2 separate regions of the Gossypium arboreum genome follow, and region 1 is linked to region 2. A link is a contact called in public Hi-C data. All regions are on one chromosome and are shown on one strand. Each heading gives the region's core, a stretch centred on a gene start, on an enhancer-like site or on the middle of the called end of the contact. The rest is flanking DNA. Distances are from core to core; before and after follow the strand shown.

Region 1 (6,783 bases), core at 3,235-5,734, 540 kb before region 2:
GTGACTTTAACTAATAAACTGTACCAATTGGCCCAACCAAAAATTCTAAAAATAAATACATGGATGGGTATATGAGTCTAAATTCAGGGAAAATTTACGAAACCAGTTTCCGAGTTTTGGAACTCGAGATATGATTTTTAAGGCGACGGTGATGCAGTTTTCCAGCCTGTCCAGAAATGCCAAATTGGTCGGTACTTTAAGAGGATTTGTCTCGTTAAACCCTCGTGTCCGACACCAGCGTCGGTCACGAGTTAGGGGTGTTACATTGTTTGTTATTGGGATTACACACTGAGTTTTCGTAAACTCACCCAATTTCTAACTGTGCAGGTAATCCCTAAGCTTAGATGGTTTGGAGCTGCGAGGGACTCGAAAATGGCCACAATACTGTTTCTGTTTCTTTTAATTACAATAAGTAGCCGATTTATTTCTTTATAAGTTTTATCTTATTAATATTATTATTTGGTTTTGGGTTGTAATAAGGCCATTTTAATTATTTTTCTGGGATTATTTTATTTTATACCCTATATTTTTCTGATAACAATATGAGTTAGACCTAGGGCGCGTTTCCAAAATGATAATTGTTTTCAAAATAACGCAACGATACAATTAATCGGTTTATCAAAAATATCTACTTAAATGAATTCCAACTCATTTTTCTCAAAACCTAACCTAGCACCAAAGTATGGCGATGGTTTTGGGCATGTCTAGGATTGGATCCAATCAAGAGTTTGGTACTTAAGCAGCCTTCATGGCTCACCTCCTCTGTTTCAGATACCTACCTGGTGCATAGCTTCCATTCACTTTATTAACTTAGCAAAGACTATCTTTTAAAACACTAAGAAGGACGTTGAAAGAGGCATGGGTTTTCTTAAAAACTTCAATGTGACACGTCAGATTCGGCCATAACGTCTGGGCCGGGTTTGGGGTGTTACAAAAGATATTTTGTTATATCCGAAAATGGTAGGAGTTATTTTGATATGTTTTCCATGTGGTATGTACGATTTATGTTTTGGACATATATATATATATATATATATTTCATTAATGATTTATTTTTGAGAAGTATAATTTATATCATGAATTGGTTTGGAAATTGTTGTAATGTACTTGTGTATTCGGTTATAAGATGAAAATATATGAGATGGTTACAATCAACTTTGTGATTCGGCAATGATGGTATAAGAGGTAAAATATTGAATATAAATTATAGGTGAAATGGCTATATAGACTCATTTGTTAATTGAAAATTTATGAATATGTATAGGTGGATTTTTATTAGTTGAATAGATAAGAGTAGAATTGGACATGTGTATGATATTTTAGCATGGTGTATAACTTGTGAAATTGGCATATTTTGATTTGGCATTAATATTTATAAATTTGGTTTATTAAGTCATATAGAAATGGTGTGAATTATTTGTATGTATATTAATGACCGAATAAATTATGTATGGTTAGTTAGTATTTTGAATATATATCTTAGTATGTTTTGATTTGGTAATATTGATTAAAATGGTCCATTTTAATTTGGTAATATGCGCATGAAATTGAATTGTAAAAGGAATATTTATGGCCATGTTATAATGTTAGCTTTATCTTATATAATAATGAATATTATACTATGTTATAAGGCGATATGATATAATATACTAATGTATATTGATTGTGTTTCTAAAAGCCAATGCCGCACATATTTTATATGACTTTGAATTTTATTGATAATTGTATTGATTTAAAATATGTGCTTAATGTTTAAACAAATTTATGTTTTAGTTTTGTGATTATAACATATGTGTAAATGTGAATGTTTGAAATTTTGTGTCCCGTCTGGTAATATCTCGTAACCCTAATCCGGCGACGGATACGGGTTAGGGGTTTTACATGATTTGTTATAATGGGAAGACTATAGTGGTTAGGCTAATGCCAAGGCATGTAAATGGTGTTTATAAGTTAAAGGAGTAAGCACTATGAATGAATAAATAGAAATCTTAAAATCTAATGCCAATTGAAATTATAGTACTCTTATGGATGGATAAAGTAAATGAATGTTAATAGTTGTTTATTATTTGCATATGAACTTACTAAGCTATATTATATAGCTTACCCCCCTTCATTTCCCATGTCTTATAGGTTAATTTAGCTAGCTCGGGTTGGAGACCACCAGAGATGCCATCACACTATCAAGCTATCATCGTGGGTAAAAATGAATACAAACCTTTTAAGTTTATGGCATGTATAGGGACTTAGTCAATTGTGAATGTGTCATTACGATTTAGCCAATTGACTTGTAATGGTTAAGGGTTTGATGTAATGTGAAGCCATGTAAATTGGCTTATATTGATATTTGATTCATTTTGTATAAGGCCATGAGATGTGGCTCATATTGATTATTGGGTTGTAAGTCTATTTATTTAAGTATACATGTGCCCATGCAATGGTGATGTGTTGTGGTTATGAATGCTTGATAATTTAATTTGGATTTATTTAGTATGATGATAAATATGGCTTAAATGAGAATTGGTAAGTTGGGCTTGACAAAGTATGAAGTCTTATGCATGTATAAGTAAAGATGAAATGAACACGGCCATGTTTTGTTTGTGTATGTTTAAGTGCTCACTTATGCCATGTTAAATGCCTTTGAAGTCATGTATGTGTATGTGCAAATAAGGGTGGCAACTGGCTCGGAAAATAGCCTCAAAGTTGTCCACACAGGTAGGCACACGGGTGTGTGATCTGGTCGTGTGTCCCCTGTACCCTAATTTGGTAAAACAGAATGCTCAGTAGTAAGCACACGGGCAGAGACACGACCATGTGTCTCAATTGTATAAAGGCCACAGCCTAAGCACACGGGCGTTTGACTTGGCCGTGTAACCTCAATTTAGTTGATGACGTCATAAACAGAGAGTTACACGGGTTGAGGACACGGGCGTGTCCCAAGCCATACGGGCATGTGAGACCACACAACCTACCCACACGAGCGTGTGACCCTCCAAAATAGGAAAATTTTCTAAGTATTGTATAAGTTCTGAGAGTTCTCGGTTTAGTCTCGAACCACACCTAATGTATGTTTTGGGCCTCAAAGGCCCATTTAAGGGATGATATGCATGTGAATGAAAAGTTTTAAATTTGGGAAAAATTTTATGGCCCGGTTTTGTATGATTGTGTGAGTTTATGTCTGGTAACACCTCATACCCTATTCTGGTGTCGAATACGGGTAAGGGGTGTTACAGGAGAAATGATGCTTCAAGCGCAATGTGGGCCTTCTTCAGCTGGGCATCTTTAGGTTTTTTTTTCTTTTGGTACTGGCTTTGGCTGACTCAGTCTATTAACATGAGTTGAGTCTCGAATCTAACCCAATTCTATAGGATCAAGTAAATGTATTGATCATCATATTTTATCTTTCATTCAAATAAATCACGCATACTAAATCTTAAGTACAATAAAAATATTTTAAAAATGCTTTCATCTATTAAATATATTAATAAAATAAAATTTGAAAACAATTATATAGATTGTTATTTTATGCACAAATAATGTGTACTTACAAATTTGGAAGATAAGGGTTTACTTGATTGTTATGAATAGAGGTCAACATCCTATCGAATCAAGTGAAAAAAATTTTAGTTAGTCAAGTTGATATGTCCTATTTTATTATTCTAACTTGATTTAAAATATTTTTGATTCGAGTTGAGTGAAATGATATTCTTATTGAGTTAAGTCAAATAAATTTGTTCGAATTAAATTAGAAAAATAAACTGACCACGTTGAAATTTTGTTGACAATATGATTAAATTCCAAGTTAAAGAACATAAAAGACCATGCATATTTGAAAACTCTTTGAAAATAAAATGAGAGAAAAAAACTAAAACTATTTAAAAATAAAATGAGAGAAAAAAACTGGGATAATTTTATAATAAATTTGATTTGATAATTTACTTGTTTAAGGCTTCAAATTTATCATTTTGAATTTTAAACAATATATATATATTAGCATTTATATATATTTAAGATTATTTTAGTAAATTTTAAATTTTTGAATATTTATTTATAAACTTTTAGAAAAAATATATTTTATAAATATTTTGAATTTTCTTGTAACTTTTTAGAGGGATCACTTTGTGCATTTACTGAAACTATTAGGGACCCAAGTGGTATTTATATCAATTTGTAATTTGGATTATTCGAATTGTAAAATTTAATTCGACTTGAACTCAAAAACTGAATTACTTCTTTAAATTAATTAAAAATTTAAATAACTCAAAATTCGAAAAAAATTCTATTTTTTCTAATAAAAATGAGTTTTGTCAACCCTAATTAAAGACTAATAGGTTAAGTGAGTGAAGTTATAAAACCCAAAATCTGTCTTAGTAGTTTAGCCTGTCCGACAACTTCAACTCTGGAAGGGTTGCTGTAGGCCCATTAGTCATGTACCAGGAATCTCTAAAGCTTTTAAATTGCCAATTATCAGGTTCTCAATGATGCCAGATGGGATGCTTAATATCATGGTCATAAATTAACAACTCTCCAACAACTGATCCACCTTATAATCCACAATGTTTGATGTTCTCTTGTACTTGACTTTGATTAGTTTAAGAAAACAATACTGCAATTTGAATATTATATAATGAAGTTGTTATAATAACATAGTTCCTTAAACATGGCCAGCTAATTTGTTAAAGGATTTATGTCTCTCTTTCCCCCCTTAAATAAACCCCTTCAACAACTGAATCACTACTTATTTTCCCTGGAAAAACATGAGTGGAAGAATCTTCGTCGTCATATTCTTCTCCTGGACTGCTCTTACAATTATTACCCCTACCCTTGTTCTCTGGTCAGAATCCTCCAAACACAGCTTTGAATTCAATCGTAAGAGCTCAAGCCTTCTTTCATTTCACTCTGTATTTTTTATGTTTTTAACTTGTTTTTTGTTCTCTATTTTTCAGGTAAGGGAACTGAGGGGGTAAAGGATCATAGGAAAATGATTGGATATGGAGTGAAACAAGTAAGTAATGGAACCATATCTGTGAGTCGATTGGAAGCAGCAACAGAGCAACAGAAGTGGAGCTGCCTCCTGGAATTTGGAGGCTGGGTCATCAAAGTACTTCGAAAAGCAATGGGTTTGTTATCAGGGTCAGATTAAATCAATGATGAACTATACAAAGGAAGTGTATGTTTTTCTTTTTCCAACTTTTACAAGAAAACATGTAAAAGAAGGCAGACTTTCAGATTTCTTACCTTGTACACAGAAACCCACTGCACAAAATTTACATATTTATTTATTTATTTTATGAATGTTTCGTTCTTTTTAAAGTTGATTTCTAGTGGTAGGTAAACAGATGATGAAAATCTCGGTAGAGTAGGTGAAGCTGAATGACTGAAGGATTTTATGTTTGTCGACAAGTTCAGACTTGCCAAGCAGCGACTTGTATATTGAATGCGAGTAAAAGTAAGATAGAGGTATTCAGAGTAAAATTGCCTTTTACTATCTTTACTCAAAAAAAAAAAAAATAGTCATTGTAGAATAAGTTGAAGAGCAAATTGGTAGTTGACAGAGGATAGTTACTCGTTTACCTCATGTTGACTTATAAAATTTTTAATAGAAAGACTAATTTGCTCTTTAATCTAAACTAGAAAGACTAATTTGACTATTTTTTTTAAATGTATTCAGACTCTTAGTAAAAATTTCACCATGATACATTTATCATTGAATGTAACACCTTTCATTTTTATGAGACTTCAAAACATACTGTGATTAAAAGATAAAACGATGTTTGTCAGCGTTTATTTTAAGGAGCTCCCAAGCTGATTTGGCCCTTGTCTGAATTTCCCATGATTGCTAGAACAATTCCAATCAAGTTTTCAAATTCAATGTTAATATGGGAATTATATAAGCAAGTAGGCAAACAGATTCTCCTCATATATTATATAGTAATTTAGAACAGTATGGTTCACATTCTGCTGAATGATAACAAGAAACTTATGCATACACGCATATACCAGTCGGTGATAGTTTCTCAATTATTGCTAGTATTAGTTTAATAACAAGGAGCATATGATTCATTTTCTGTCTCAAACCAAACGGCTCAGATATTCCTCCACAGTAGTATATTTCACATCAGGGTACAGCTCAGAAGCCTCAACTCCGAATGACGGTTCGATCTCAAAGTTGGTATGATCACCCCTCACAAAGACTGAATGTCTGATTGCCAATCCAACACTGTATGGAAATGTAGCCTCTGCAAGAATTGATGAAAACCAAACAACACCAATTAGCCTTCACATTTTGAAAATGAAATAACAAAGCAGTAAATTGGTTTGAACTGAAAGAATAGCCTGCTGGCAACATCCTTTAATTAGCCATGGTTTGAATAAGAACAAAGAGCAGGGGATTTCACCAACCTTTGATCTGTTTGAGAAGTTGGTCCTCTGGAACATATGTTTTCTCAAGGGTTTTGCCAATCAATTTCTCCCACAAGGCAACAATCTCATTAAATGAATAGGTGTTTTTAGGAGGCCTAATGTATAGGATCTTATTCAGTGTTCTGGGGTCATCAACAGCTTTGATTGTGTATGTTCCAATATCACTTTCATGGTTGAAAACAGCTGCAAACAGAGTAGGATGCATCATATCACCTTAATCTATGGATGGTTTCGGGCTTCCCTATGTTAAAATACTTGAAAATGAAAAGATGCTGATATTGATGAGCTGATAAGTACTATTTACCTTTAGGATGTCCATCGCCTGGGATCACCAACTTGTCTCTTGGGGGAGTAGTGGCTCCT
Region 2 (6,942 bases), core at 437-2,936:
ATCGGTAGCAGCTGCAGATTCTTCTCCAGTTCATCAATCACAGCCCTCCCCCCAGCATGTATGCAGAAATGATCAAATGCCAACTTGAAATCCGGAATATAAGGCTTGACACTTGCATTGAACAATTTCTTCACTACCAAAGTTGTGAAGAACAAAAGCTGCTCACTGATAGGTAAAACAAGAGGACCCAAGGTTGTGATATTGGTCTTTAGCGCACCACCAGCAATTGCCATCAAATCTTTAGACAGAGATACGCCTATCTTCCCTGCATCATCCTGTTCTTGATACACACACCTAAATGCCTTATCGTCTGCTCCGCGATGAGTCCTCACCACATGAATAAGCTTATACTTAGCTCGCCTCCTATCGTTGGACTTGTTCGAAAGCAAAACCGCGGAACCCCCAACTCGAAACAAACAATTAGGTATCAACATAGACTTGCTATTCCCAAAATACCAATTCTGAGTAATATTCTCAGTACTCACAACAACAGCATACGTATTCCTATGAACCTGCAACAAGTCCTTAGCCAGATCAACAGCGATCACCCCAGCACTACACCCCATTCCACCCAGATGAAAACTCCTAATATTTCCCCTTAGCTTGTACTTGTTCACAATCATAGCAGACAATGAAGGGGTTGGGTTAAACAAACTACAATTCACAACAAGAATACCAATATCCTTGGGACTAACATTCGTGTTTCGAAGAAGAGTATCCAATGCCCCAAACATAACCTCCTCAGCTTCTTCCCTTGCCGCCGCCATAGACGGCGTTGGAGGAATACTATGCATTGCTTTAGGCACATAAGTCTCTTCTCCCAGCCCCGAGCGCTCCAAAATCTTGCGCTGGAACTCGAGTGACGACTCATCAAAATCCCCGGTCAACCTAGAGTGCTCCAAGAAACGACCGTACGGGGCTTTAAGATGGTCGGGAGGACGGTAACAAGAATAATCGACAAGGTAAACGGGTCGGGGTCGGGTCATGATATAGACTGTTAACCCGAAGACTAGAATAGCAGAGCAAATGATGATGCTGACTAGATTGTATTGAAGGTGAAGCCACAATTGGCGTAAATCATCAAGATTCATTTGAGAAACTTGGATCGATAGTGCGGCGATGGCAGGGATAAAACAGAGGGTTAAAAGATTGGAAATTAGATAGTGGTAACCCAATTTGACGTACTTGAGATTAACGCTTTGGAGGAAATCCGGTAGCCTTCGGGATTGTTGGATCCGAACACCAACTGAGCCGCTTCCGGAGCCACCATTTGTGGTGGCTACACCCCTTTGGTTCATGATGCTCCGTTAAAAGTGATGAACCGGGGGTATGGCGGGGGTTTAACGGTCAAGAGGGAGTGGTAAGTGGTTGTTGCTTGGGACTGACCAAATCTATTAATAGATTTGCAAATAGTGAGTGAGTCGTCACCCAAGGTTTGAACTTTAAAAAAAAAAAAAAATAATAATAATAAAAATGTGGGAAATTTGAGAGAAGAAATTTAGTTTCTGGAGAAAATAAAGATTAAAGATGGGAATCTAATGCAAAGAGTGGTGCGGAGAAAGGAAGGGAATAGGAAAAGTTATGAATGTCAAGAGTCTAAGTGGTTGCTATTATTGAAATCTTTGTTTTCGGTGGAAAGAGTTGAATTTTTTTTTGTTTAACATCAATCTGAATTTTTCATGGTTTTGAATCATTTTTGTTTACTATTTTCTTTGTATTCTAGTTACTCCATTTTCTAGAATCACGTGGCTAAAAATGATGTCATTCTTATCGTTTTTTTTTTCCTTACCCACATTCAAATTGCATGAATTTTGAAATTATTTGGTCAAATTTTGTGTTCCATAATCTAAATGTTTTTTTAAGGAATGTCTACTCAAACATTAAATTTTAAATATAAGAATTTGTGTAACAATTCATATGTTACTTTATTTTTAATTTTATCAATTTTATATATCTTTTAATTTTTATAATTTTAAATTATTTTTTAATGTGATGTATAAGATAAATAATATCATATCAGTATAAAATACATGTAGATTATCATATCAATATTATTAAAAAATAATATTTTAGTCAATAGTTTTATAAAAATTATTTTAACTTTTTTAAAAATAATAGTTAAATTTAACTCAAATAAAAATAAGTATCAAATTAATAAATAAAAAAATTAAATTCTTTAGTTTCCTTCTGATACAATTTTCAACCTTCATTAATTGTAAAATTAAATATTCATTTAATCTTTGAATTTGTCGCTTTCTTTTAAGTTGATACCTCAATTTTCATTCTTGAGCGGGGATATTCATTAGATTAGTGCTCTAAAAGGTTTTGGTACTTTTTGCAACTCTGTTAAGTCTGGTGCATGTGATATTTTTATATACTGACATTATAATGATATCATAATTCTTATTTTTTAATTTAAAAATTAAAATGTATATATAAAATCATAAAAAGAAATTTAAATACAAATAAAATTATATATTAAATTGAAAAATGAATTAAAATAAATATTATTTAATTATAAAAACCATATTTGACAACAACCAATCAGCACCCAAATGACATGAGGGATAGAGCACGTAGAGTGATGAGATGGGTTTGGTTGGCCAAGGTAAGCAGTAAATTGGCGACCAGAATTGCCATCGGATTCAGATAAGCCTCATTTCACAACCCAACTTTTCTTCTGGAAAATTTCTTTAATTTTTTCGATATCTGTTTAGTTTTCCTTCAAATTTCTACCATGACTCCTCATCCTATTTCCATTGGACAACCCCAACATAACCCATGCATTTTTAAACACCAAACTTACTTACAGAACCATAATGCCCCTGAACCCACGTACACGATTCAACCCCAATCCTGTGTCGTCTTATTCCTCAGTACTCTACTAAATCTCACCGGAGAAGAATCAAATTATATTCTACTGTTGACACTACTAGAAGTCACAATCACATTGAACAAGGACGATGATCTTTGATGCTTCGTAGGCTTACTTTCCATGCTAAAGGCTTGATAATCAATATTAGAAAATTTGTGCTAAGGGAAATCAAAGTAAGCCGGCTGACCTAACAAAAGTAATTAACTAATAGCTATAGCAAACAAATTTTTTTTTTAATTTATTTTTTTAAAATAATATAAAAATAATATTTTGTTTCATTTAAGATAATTTAATTTTTGTAACTTTTAAAAATAATATATTTTATTTTTGTTTATAAATTATTTATGATATTTTTATATTTTTTAATAATTTTAAAAAATCAAATTATAATATCTTTATGATATCATCATTACCACATGTCACTGTCTGAAAGTACCACCATACCAAACTTAATACCATTACAAGGAAGTACTAAAACCCTTCATAGAATGAAAATTTAAATCATAAATATCAATTTGAAAGAAAATAATAAATTTAGGGGCTAAATGAGTATTTAAGCCTCATTTGTACTCAATTTCAAACTCAAATTTGCGTTTAAATTAAAATATCTCAATACAAATTGAAAAAAAAAAGGATTAAGTTTGCAACTCAAATAAGAATATTAAAAAAAGAAAGAGTAAATGTCATAATATCCGGACTCTCTCAAATTAATGGATGATTTAAATTTAAAATATATGGATTACAGGGACATTTTTTGTTTGATGGTGACTTCTTTTTTAACTACAAAACAATGTCAAAGAAGAGACTATTTGTTATGAGAAAACCTGCTCCGCCATTGACCACGCTTCATCAACCCTTTTGTCTTACTTCACAAAATAATTCACTTTCTAGAAATCTTCGATCTCATTATTTTGTGTTCATCTTGATTGCAACGCAAGCTTCTATATTAAGAATCAAATTACATTTAATTTCTTTTACTGAAAAGAGAAATAAATTAATCCATGTATATTAAATTAAAGACAAATGATTCCATTCTAGCAAAAACTTCATCATTTTCTATTGTTACTGAATAACAATACAATTACACAAGATAAGCCATGTATACCTCACTCTAATATATAAGAACCAATTTTATTAATAAAAATGCTTAATTTACTTTTTACTTTAATATATAAGAATTAATTTACCTATTTTTAAAGAAAGAGACCTCTACTCAAACTCTAATCCAAGATGTCGAAAAACATGTTTGATTTTTTCGGACCACATTGCCAACTGTTCAAAGGTGAAGATCTCCTCTTAAGCTACGCAACTACAGCATCTTCCAAACCAAAAAAAAAAAAAAAAAGGGGGCATGTGGCTGTAGTTTATTTACCAAAAGTAGCAGCTTAGGGAAATAAAATGAGTGACAAAGATAATATACGGAAGAGAATAAAAGTGAAATAAGTTCCAATGGATTCAAATGGCGTGGCTCCTAGACAGCTTCCCTTATGAGTTTCTCCGTGAGAGCTTTCGGCAATCCCATCACACTGTCTATTGTCCCTACCTGCAAAACCAAACCCACATCTCATGCCACAATAAATCATGCTCTTCAGATCCGATTGAACATACCCGTATGCAGGACTCAAGCCTAAGCTGAGTAATACAAGTTTTGGAAAAGGCTTGTTGGTAATGTCGAGGCTTTGGAAGTATTCATGCATTATATGATTCATATGTTTAAGTTGCCTAGGCAATATGGTGCAAGAATCATATTTACACTAGATTCGCAAAAATAATCAAACTAACCACTTGTTTAATGTATGGCTTTATCAAAGGATGTTCGATCAGCAATCCCCCAGCAACATGTAGTACATTCCCTTCCTCGATCTGATCAACAAGTAAAGAACAATGACAATGCCCAGGCCGTAAGCAAAAGGAGGGAAAAGAAAAACAAAAACTCTTACCAATTTCTCAATGACTTCGTCTGGTATTTCATGGAAATGTATCTGCAGGGCATTAAAAATGAAAATTAATAACAACAAAAGAAAGTGTTAAGCCACATTATGGACATGCTTAAGTGCAGCAGACTGTTTTTTTACCCAGAAGGAAACATGATGAATATGGTGATGGAAACATGCATAAAGTGGGTAGAGTAAAATATGTTCTTCATTACTATTTCATATTCTGTGGCTACTATAGCTTGATGCAAGTGTTAAATAATTTGACTAAGTAAGCTGAAGAACTATACCCATCACACACACACACACACACCAAGGTATGAAAGGAAGATGGAATGAGAGTGGGGTCTGAACCAAAGCATTTTCATCTATGGTTCTATAATGCACTCTGACATTTATGCTTCACAACAGTGTTATGGTATGTTCTAGGGTTCTTAGAAATATATTTTTCTCCTAATGAAACCATAAACTCAAGACACCGAACCCTTAACTCTAAGCCCTAAAAACTCCGATTATTTTTATTGTCTTTCCAGCAATATTGAGGTTTCCTATAGATAGGGCTCGCCAAGATCTTTCTAACAGACTGTGCGGCAGTCAGTCGAGCGATTTAGAAGAATATAATTCTTTCTTAGCAAATTCAGATAAAAATTAGAGCCATTAATACCTCCACTCTATCCCATTCTCCTTTTCTGAATCCAGTTTTAAGGTTTGTAACTAGAACAGATCCCACAGTTGCAGCATGCCCACCTGAATAGCCTGCGCAAATGGTTAATCAGTAAAGTTTTGAAAGAGTAGAACAGTAGAAATTGGATCAAGAGTATTATCACAAACCTTTTATAAATTGATGTGCTTCTTCCTCATTGGCTGGTTTTTCCCTTATAACACCTTCATAGACCACCACCTCCAGAACATTTAACAATAACAGTGAGGTATAAAAGTAAAAATGTTTCGTACAACATGAAAATATTATTAAATGTGCCTACGCTTACAAGCATGGATTATCACCAATTTCCATCTATGAGATGATACATCGTACAAATGCATTTAGGCAAAAAAACAAACATTTGCAAGATAAGCCTACAAGATAGTGGTGGATATCTTACAGCACTTCTAGCATGAGGAAATAGTAAATCTGACTATTTGTGAGACATTAGCCTCTTATAAGTATTGAAAATTTACAGTCAAAAGACTTCACATTAATCATGAAAAGGAACAAATCCATTGTAACATCTATTTAAGGAAGCATTACATTATAAGAACCTGTTAAAAAGGTTTAAGATAGAAATTTATTTACCTATATATGGTTTAAAAATGAAATTTCCTCCAAAGAGCCAAATAACATTTATAACAGAAATAAAATAGATTTTCGCAATTAAAGAAGCATTATTCAAAATTTTGACACATGCAACAAAGACTACAACATAATTAAACATTTCAGAAACTCTAAAGCATGTCCAAGAATAGATATTTACTTGATCAGAAGAAATTAGTAATGTTGGCTCAGCTTCCTTTACATAATCACCGACAGGGAGCCTATGTAAGATTGCGTCTGCCTGAAAAAATTCATTCAGCTAAGCCGAAGCAACAGAATATACGAACACAATACCATGCAGCAGGCAACAGAAGCAGTGGCAACAATGAATAAGAAAGATTATGCATGTAAATTTAATGATCTGAAAGGGAATGTACAAAGGCTACAGTTTGAAAGAGTATGCTGTCGCAAACTTGATCGGTCTCAGTCCCCTAATTATTTTGTAATACATCTAACACGGATCAAAACCAGAATTTCACCAAGAGAAATATGATTCAAACTAAGCATCCTATTAGACTTAAGTTGCAATAACAACATGATACTGGAGCCCTAAATAGCACTTTGCAGTTTTATTACAGTGGAATTGATAAAAGAAACTCGAAAATTTCCCTCCAATTTACAATAAAACACCCAGAAGCACAATAAAGAAGAAGAAAAGATGAAACACGGCTCAAAGCAAGCCAATAAATACATCGATTCTAGGCTCTAAAATTTTTCAGTCAATCAAAACAATCATTCCAAATGAACACAGCAAGATTAAGTAAAAGAAGAGGAAAACCTTTGCTTCAGCAAGGGCCATGACCAACTCCTCTGGCTTCTCC

What was found. Hi-C and Micro-C count contacts between places; a contact is called where the count stands out from the background.
Region 1: a Hi-C map of leaf shows a contact between it and region 2, with 6 times the contacts expected there. The contact joins the promoter of LOC108486965 here to the promoter of LOC108457112 in region 2. A contact is called at or near these places in 2 of 5 Hi-C or Micro-C datasets (both in leaf).

Annotation. Positions count from the first base shown.
Region 1 is chr3:92,511,411-92,518,193 of ASM2569848v2, reverse strand. It overlaps LOC108486965, which reads left to right and starts at 4,484. Exons shown (of 2, transcript XM_017791135.2): 1 at 4,484-4,866; 2 at 4,944-5,472. The coding sequence starts at 4,755. The coding sequence ends at 5,140. LOC108460470 (eugenol synthase 2-like) reads right to left here. Exons shown (of 5, transcript XM_053025784.1): 3 at 6,725-6,783; 4 at 6,400-6,603; 5 at 5,884-6,236. The coding sequence ends at 6,070.
Region 2 is chr3:91,969,558-91,976,499 of ASM2569848v2, reverse strand. LOC108457112 (3-ketoacyl-CoA synthase 4) reads right to left here and starts at 1,686. Exons shown (of 1, transcript XM_017755968.2): 1 at 1-1,686. The coding sequence starts at 1,298. LOC108454839 reads right to left here. Exons shown (of 9, transcript XM_017753436.2): 3 at 6,900-6,942; 4 at 6,282-6,362; 5 at 5,641-5,710; 6 at 5,474-5,565; 7 at 4,816-4,857; 8 at 4,658-4,738; 9 at 3,908-4,418. The coding sequence ends at 4,347.